2 separate regions of the Sus scrofa genome follow, and region 2 is linked to region 1. A link is a contact called in public Hi-C data. All regions are on one chromosome and are shown on one strand. Each heading gives the region's core, a stretch centred on a gene start, on an enhancer-like site or on the middle of the called end of the contact. The rest is flanking DNA. Distances are from core to core; before and after follow the strand shown.

Region 1 (4,271 bases), core at 1,745-4,244:
TAAATAAGAAAAATGTGAAATTTATGTCTTAAGAATGTTAATAAAGGAGTTCTCTTGTGGCACAGTGGGTTAAGGATCCAATTCTGTCATCGCAGCGGCTGGGCTCGGGGCTGTGGAGGCAGGTTCAATCCCGAGGCCAGGAAATTCCACATGCCATGGGCACAACCAAAAAAAAAGAAAGAAAGAAAAAAAACCAATATTTATAATAGAGTATGGCTTAATATAAACTATCAAGATTTAAAAATCCCTTCTTATTTAATACCTAAGGGTATTCCAAAAGACTTTATTGTGAGAACTGAGATGTATAGCCATAGCTTAATTATCATTAAAAACTATGACATGATGGAGTTCCCTTTTGGCATAGCAGGTTGAGGATCTGCAGCAGCTGGGGGTTGCTGCTATGGCATGTGGAAGTCCCTGGCCTGGGAACTTCCACATGCCACAGGTGCAGCCAAAAAAACAAAAACAAACAAAACTGCTTGATCTTACCTCAATCAACATGACTTTATTATTTGTTTTAGGGTATTCTTACCAACGAGGATAGGCTATAAATCAGTATGTTTCTTCATTGTTAGCTTTAGAAACTTCCTGAAAATCCATTTATCTGAACAACAGGTTGCTCATCCTCTCCAGGCACTGAGAAGTTGGATTGATCACACAACTGGGCAAATCACCTTATCAAAAAGGGACCACACCTGCCTTCAAGTCCCACCTCTTGCTGCATCCACCATCCCTAAACTATTATACCACACACTATGTCTAATCCCAACCAATGACATCCCCACATCGAAAAGGCCACCTAAAACTATTCCAGTGGAGACTCCAAAAAGCCTATAAAAATCACTCTTGACTTCCCCTCTGAGACACTACAAAGATTTTGTCACAAAAGTGTTCTCCTTTAATGCAGTAAGTGGAAATTTGATTTTGCTTTAATAGGTTATTCTAATGGTCTTGGGTGTCGGGTGGAGGTTAAAAGTAGACAATTACAGTGAAGAGACTTCATAATCAATAAAGTTTTGGGAAATGTTTATGGCCCTAAGCAAATCTAGAGTATGTGGGAGCCTCTACTTTACTGTCCTGATAGAGATTTATTGGTGCCATCAACAGATTCAATTAGGAATATAAAAAGAGGAAGAAAAATACCTAAAGGAGGAAATCATACCAAAATGAAGATGGTAACCGCTGTAGAACTCTTTCCTGTCTTCATGTGGACAGCAAATGAAAACGTTTTAATGAGTCAATGTAATTAATTGTTTAATTGGTATGTCACATAATTTATAGTACTTTACCCAGATCGATTTTGAGATTGTGCACTCATAGTCTGCACCTTGAATTCTAGGATAACGTTCTTAGCCTATATACCAAGCCAAGCTCCCTTGGTCCTGGCTCCAACCTACTTCTACACTCTTCCATTCAAAGTTGAAATTGCAATATTTTAACTGTTGGTAGTTCCTCTACATTCATAGTTTGTCAAACTTCAAATCTCTTGCCCTTTTCCCCAATTCCTAACCTTTACAAAATAATTTAGACACGATTTCCTTTGGGAAAGCCTTTCCCCAAGCCCTCACTTGGGTACATAGCTCCCTGTGTACCTCTCACAGCACACAAGCGCTGTATTTTTCTCTTTACAGGGCTGTCTTTCCCACGAACTGAGTTTCTCAAGGACAAAACTTACACATACTTGAGTCTCTATGAGTTCTACAGTGCCAGGCAAATTGTGGAGCTAAATAAATGTTAGCTGAACTAAACTGAAGGGTGAGGCAGAACTGATGGAAGGGTCACAAAACCAACTTTCAAAGCACGAAAACTTTTATTTTATTTTAGGGCTGCGTCCCAGGCATATGGAAGTTCCCACGCTAGGGGTCCAATTGGAGCTACAGCTGCTGGCCTACACCACAGCCACAGCAACGCAGGATCCCAGCCAGGTCTGCGACCTACACCAAAGCTCAAGGGAAGGCTGGATTCCTGACCCACTGAGTGAGGCCAGGGATCAGAACCAGATACTAGTCGGATTATGATGGCAACTCCCACGAAATCTTTTTTTTTTTGTCTTTTTGCTATTTCTTTGGGCCGCTTCTGCAGCATATGGAGGTTCCCAGGCTAGGGGTCTAATCGGAGCGGATCCGAGCCGCGTCTGCAACCTACACCACAGCTCAAGGCAACGCGGGATCGTTAACCCACTGAGCAAGGGCAGGGACCGAACCCGCAACTTCATGGTTCCTAGTCGGATTCGTTAACCACTGCGAAATCTCCCTCACGAAATCTTTTAAGAGATCTCTGTAGCTTACACGCATCGGGGTTGGCAGAAACGCCAAAGAGATGAGTCATAGGATGGCAATGAGGTCACAGAACTGGGAGGCCGTGTTAAGTCATTAACAGTAACACCTGCTAGCAAAACTGATAAGGAGCGGAGCAAGGGGTAGCGGGTCTCCATAATTAGGTGCCAGGCCTCACTTTTGAGTCATCTTCCCGTCGGAACCAGAGACCGAGGAAGGTGCCGGGGACCGTTTGGAAGATAAGGAAGGTTCTTCGGCAGAAAGTGGTGCTCAACAGCTCTGACTCAAAAGTCCACAATCACCCACTACAGACATAGGCCAAGGGCACAGGCTGCCTCCTTGTAGTATCAGCTGCCCCTATCCTTTCTCCTCTGTTTCATTTTACTCTTTAGAGTTCTTTCTTACAATCTCTACAGTCTGACAGCCGAAGGGGCAGGGGCTGCCCGCCTCGAAGGAGCCCAAGTTTTGCTTTCACAGGACTTGGCTGGGCGGGTGCCAGCGAGGCCGTCTCCCCTGGACCTCACGTGACGTCGGGAGGTGACCTACACTTGTTTTCAGGTTACAGATTATGAGTTCAAAAGCCTGGGTTTATCTCAGTCTCACCAACGAAACAGCTTTAGGGTCCAGCGCTTTCCTGGAATTCCTCCCTTAGAAAGGATCCACTCCACCTTCCAAGGGAGGCGTAATCAGAAGGGGCGGAGCTTCCGCCAGGAAGCAGCGCTTCCGCCGCTATGGTTTCTCTTGGGGTGGTTGGCATTTTCCTCCTCTCTGCTCTCCCCCTCTTGTGTCTGGAGCTCCGGCGTGGGGTCCCAGATCTAGGTAAGTGCTGGCTTTTGCCTCCTGGCGTTCACACCTGGTAACAGTCTCACGAACACTACGTGCAATTTCCCGGCCGCGTCTCCTCTGGGCGGCTTTGACTACGATGCCCAGGCTGCACCGCGCCTGCCTTCCTCTTCCCCCGCGGGGTTCCTGGTGGAGCGAGACTTTTGCCGTCCTGGGGAGGCAAACTCTTGGCGGAAAAGTGCCCCTCCAGATCTGGTGAAGTTTTGCGGGTAATGGGACAGAGGCCGAAAGCACAGGAGCAAGCATATACTTGACTTTCACATTGTGTTGAGTGCTCAAAAGGAAATAAACAAGCTGATGTAGGCCTTCTGAAGAATTTAAGAGACTTAAATGATAAGGAGCCACACGTTTGAAAAGCGAGGGCGGGAGGTGGAGGGAGCGGGATGACATTCCAGACAAAAGGAATTGTGACTTGAAGGAAAAGGATGAAGACCTTTGAGGCTGGATTAAAGAGACTAGTAGAGAGAGTGGCGCATGATAATAGCATTCATTGAACGCTTATTGTAAACTAGACTCTTAAGTCGTGGTTATTATCTCCTCTAAATTGGTTTACAAACTTTGAGGATGCGCACTGCTCTAACCTATTTTACAGTGGAAACAGATATAGGGAGGTTAAGGGACTTCCCTAAGGTTTTAAAAAGTCTGGATTCTTTGTGGACAAGTGTTTTGCAAGGAAGGTATAGCGGAAGCAGTGAGGCAAATTAGGTTTCTGTTGTTCTTGGCAGATTTGACTATAGGGTGTCTCTCTTCTCTCTCCCCTTTTTTTTTTCTTTTTTTCCTTTCTGGGGCTACACCTGTGGCTTTAGTAAGTTCTTGGGCTAGGGGTCAAATCGAAGGTACAGCAACTGTTGGCATACCTCTACCTGGTGTCTTTTGAGAATTATAAAATAAAACTAAAAATTCCTAGAGGATAGAAACCATTTTTATTCCAACTTCTTATCCAGGATCCCTCATCATTAACAAATTGTATTACACACAGTAGGTACTTGTTACATTTTTTGCTGATTAATTTTCATCTTGGCTCTCAAAATCATACAAAACCAAGTACTGAATTTTCCCTTTTTTGGGCAGATATGTATATAGTAATTTTATTTACAAATGACAGAATAAACATTGAGAACTAGAGAAGTACACAGTTGCATAACTTAACTG
Region 2 (4,456 bases), core at 458-2,957, 77 kb before region 1:
AAGTGATAAGGCAGGGGCAACATCTGTACCTGTTTATTTCTCCTTGTAAACGATAATTAATCCAGGTTTTTGTAGTGATTTTAACAGATTTAAATAAAGGCCTCACAGTTCACATAAACCTAAATGCTTACAGCATTTGACCCTCACAACTTTATAACAGGTATTTTGTTTTATTCCTTTTTCTTTTTTTTTTTTTTGTCTTTTTAGGGCCACACCTACAGCATATGGAGGTTCCCAGGCTGGGAGTTGAACTGGAGCCATAGCTGCTGGTAAACACCACAGCCACCGCAACTCGGGATCCGAGGTGCATCTTCGACCTACACCACAGCTCAGTGCAACGCCAGATCCTTAACCCCCTGAGTGAGGCCAGAGATTGAACCTGCATCCTCATGGATACTAGTCAGATTGGTTTCCGCTGAGCCATGATGGGAACTCTGCTTTATTCCTATTTTAACACGTAAAATCTGAAGTGAAAAGAGGACATGATTAAGGTCACACAGCTGAAAGAACAGAACCAGGAATGGAACTACTGTGGTTCCCCAATCAGGTGTTCCTTACTCCAGACCTGAAATGATGGTATATGGCCTCCAAAACAAAGACGACCTGTGTGGTATGGGTAACGTTTAATGGCACCTGGAACAGAAGGCTTAATATCTTCCACCATCATATGCTCCATCTAACTTTTGCTCCTTTTTTTCAGACTACTCAGTATCTATAGGGTTTGACATGTACTGAACTGTGTGGCAGACAGGAGACATCACCCTGACCATTTTACATTAAACAATACAAAAAAAACAACATGGCCACAACTGAGTTCACGTGTTCTTCCACTGAGACGCCAAAAACGAATGAAAATCTGCTGGCTCCAAAGCCCACATTCTTTCCACTTTTTCATTTGACGTCAACTTTTCTACTTTTCCTCTCTTGCCTCTTTGCCTGGTGCCAACATGGCTATGAATAGCCGGCAAGCTGAGAACACAGACTGCTTACCTCTTAAATAACAGAAATGTTGAGGCGAACGGCAAAAAAAAAGTACAGCAGCGATTTGTTTTGGAAAACAAACTTTGCAAAAACAACTATTACAACTCTAAGTTTAGAAATCCTTCCAAACAATGTCTCCCAAAGGCAGGTGGAAAAAGAAAAAAAAAAAAAAAGTCCGTGAAGGGGCCTGAAATCACAGCCTTTAGTTAGCCGGACAACGTGGTTCCCCAAACTCCACACGCCGGGATGGTGCAGCTACTGCTAATATGAACTTGAAGGCTAAGCAGAGGCACAATCGGCTCTCAGATTCGAATTTCCCCTCTTTCCAACCCAAAAGTTTTCTCAGTGAACCCCCAGCCTAAAAGACAATGCTCCCGAGAAGTTATTACCGGGTTTAAGATCTTCGCGGAGGGAAGGGCAGCTCCAGCCTCCCGCGTGGTGGGAGACCCGCTCACCCCCGGGAGGAGGCGGCCCGCGGGAACAACAGGCCGGGGTTCTGCGCCCCTCACACAGCCGCCGCAGCACCCACCTGAGCCAGGAGGGCCGTCCCACACGCCTCCGCCGCGACCAGCCACCCACGCCCGCTTGGCCGCCGCTTCCTGTTCGTCGTCAGCGCCCCCGCCCGCACGCCCGCCCAGCGCTGCCCCGCCAGGTCGGGGTCCTAGCACTGGCGGCGGCGGCGGCGGCGTCCGAGGAGGCGACTCGGCCCCGGGCTCCGCCCGCCACTTCCTGATCTTACGGCTCTGAACTCAGTCCCGGCAGCCACCGCGGCGGCGCGGCGGCCGCAGAGAACGCGCGTGCGTCATCACGTGCCCCGCCTGGGTAGAGCTGAGGGGGTCAACCAGCTGGGGCGTCCCGGATCTCCTTGACAGCCCGAGAGAGGCTGGGGGCGGGACTTTGATGGGAGTACTGAAGACGCTGCCAAGAGGGAAGAAATTTTTCTTTTACAGGAGTAGAAATATGAAGCTAATAGATCCTCCTGCAGCGTGCGCTGGGATCTGCTCAATTCGAGTGACGACGAGAGTTTTCAAGTTATTGTCTACAGGTGTTCTGTGACTTTACATCAAATGCCAATCACCATCACCTAAACGTCAAAAGAACATTGACGTTTTACAAGCGAGGAAGCAAGAAAGCAAGTGAAACTAAATGGTGTGCTCAAGACAGCACAGCTAGCAAAGGCAAATCCTGTCCTGAAGTCCAGTTTCCGAACTCCTAACCACTACCCCTGTGAACCCTCTTAGAAAAGGATTTTGGATTGAGACGCAGCATAAAGGGGTAGAAATAAAGCGACGAAAAAGATTGGCTTTGTGCACAGCCAGCAATGTGTTTGCGGTGTCAGATTTTCTGTAACTCTCCTTTCCTAACTCTTATAACCTGAAGCCAGTACCCAACTGTTCTGTGGCTGTCCTTTAACTGGTTACTCCTCACCTTACTTAACCTGTTTCAGTTTTCTCATCTGGTAAATGGGAATAACAATTGTCCTAGCACAATGGGTTACTTGCATTGGACTCTTGGGAAGATTGAATGAGATAATACGTAAATTTTTTTATTTTTTATTTATTTATTTATTTATTTTTGTCTTTTGAGGGCCGCATCCATGGCACATGGAAGTTCCCAGGCTAAGGGTCAACTCAGAGCTACACCACAGCCGCAGCACCTCAGCATCTGATCTGTGACTAAGACCTTCACCACAGCTCACCGCAATGCTGGATCCTTAACCCACAGAGCAAGGCCAGGGATGGAACCGCGTCCTCATGGATACCAGTTGGGTTCGTCAACCACTGAGCCACGGCGGGAACTCCGAGATAATATGCAAATTTTTATTCAAAACTTGGGAATAGGAGTTCCCATTTGTGGCTCAGTAGAAATGAAAATAAAGCCAAAAGATGATTGTGTGGCTTTTTTTTTTTTTTTTTTTTTTTGTCTTTTCTTGGGCCGTTCTCGCGGCATATGGAGGTTCCCAGGCTAGGGGTCTAATCGGAGCTGTAGCCACTGGCCTATGCCAGAGCCACAGCAACGCGGGATCCGAGCCACGTCTGCGACCCACACCACAGCTCACAGCAACGCTGGATCCTTAACCCACTGAGCAAGGCCAGGGATCAAACCCACAACCTCATGGTTCCCAGTCGGATTCGTTAAACACTGCACCAAGACAGGAACTCCGATTGTGTGGCCTTCTTAAAATTGATTTCATGCTAGAGGATTTTGTAATAAATGCACTTGCATCTGACACCCTCAGGAATGTAACTTCATTTGGATAACAATTTATTAGGACTCAGAGGGTTCATAACCCAGGAGAGTCAGAGATTGGTGGAAAAAAAAAGAAAACTGATAAGGTATAATAAGGAGAAGGAGCAGTCATTCATAGCAAAAGATAATTCTGTTGTGGCGCAGCAGAAATGAATCCGACTAGTATTCATGAGGATGCGAATTCGATCCCTCACCTTACTCAGTGGGTCGGGGATCCCCTGGTTGCCCTGAGCTGCGGTGTAGGTCGCAGCCGCAACTCGGATCCCTCATTGTTGGGGCTGTGGTGTAGGTCAGCAGTTATAGCCTGGATTCAACCCTTAGCCTGGGAACTTCCATAGGCTGCAGGTGTGGTCCTAATAATAATAATGATAATCCCAAAGCTTAAAATTGCATTGCCCTGAGAAACATTAGCCAGTTTTATATCAATCCATTAATTTTTATTTTACCCTTTCGCCCAAAATTACATAAATTCCAACTTACCATATCTTCATGGAATCAGTTCTATCATTCTCCTAGCTTCCGTACATGAGAGACTTAACAAATGGACAATGGCCAGACTATACATGATAGTAATCTCTGGCGCATTTAAGAAATCAAACCACAGCCTCTGGAGCAATCAGCTCAGAATGATCAGGATTTACTCAAAAGCTGCCAACTTTCCCATTTTAGACACACACCAACCACACCCCAGCTTCCCTTGCCAAGCACCTTTAATCAGAAAATACCAGAAGCATCCCCCCTCTTTTTTTCATTATAAAGCTTCCCCCATCCCTGATTGCCTTTGAGTTTCTGCCAAATGCAAGTGATAATGGCTGATTCCCTTGCTTTATAGCAAGAGATGCAGTCTCTTATTTGAGTGGTCTTCATTTCCACCTGTGTTTAATAACTTTGACCGTCACCTAGTCACTTGAGACTTAGGAGTTTAACAATTGGAGAATCATGCTTTTACAGAACTAAATCTACCCCATAGAGAGCACTCAATGAACTGTTAAAAGAGAAACTCAGCTACACTAAAATTTTGAAGAAGTTATTTGAGCAAATAGCAATTTAAATCAGCCCCAAACCAAAAATAATTAGGGGCACTCCACTAACAGGAGCTAAGGGAAAGGTTTTTACAGAGAAGATGAGGAAGCAAATAAAAGAAAGCATTGATTGGCTATAGCCTAAGTGGTTGCTTTATTGGGAAAGGCTAGTTGAGTGAGGTTTTTGTTTTGCTATGTTTTGT

The links. A called contact is a pair of places that touch in the nucleus more often than the background predicts.
Region 2: a Hi-C map of skeletal muscle shows a contact between it and region 1, with 8 times the contacts expected there. The contact joins the promoter of GTF2E2 here to the promoter of UBXN8 in region 1. A contact is called at or near these places in 1 of 5 promoter capture datasets (liver), 8 of 47 Hi-C or Micro-C datasets (fetal heart ventricle, heart right ventricle, liver and 2 more) and 2 of 2 datasets of contacts at active chromatin or transcription factors (alveolar macrophages and skeletal muscle).

The regions. Positions count from the first base shown.
Region 1 is chr15:54,366,333-54,370,603 of Sscrofa11.1, reverse strand. It overlaps UBXN8 (UBX domain protein 8), which reads left to right and starts at 2,994. Exons shown (of 8, transcript NM_001244745.1): 1 at 2,994-3,095. The coding sequence starts at 3,008.
Region 2 is chr15:54,441,731-54,446,186 of Sscrofa11.1, reverse strand. It overlaps GTF2E2 (general transcription factor IIE subunit 2), which reads right to left and starts at 1,707. Exons shown (of 9, transcript NM_001244861.1): 1 at 1,511-1,707.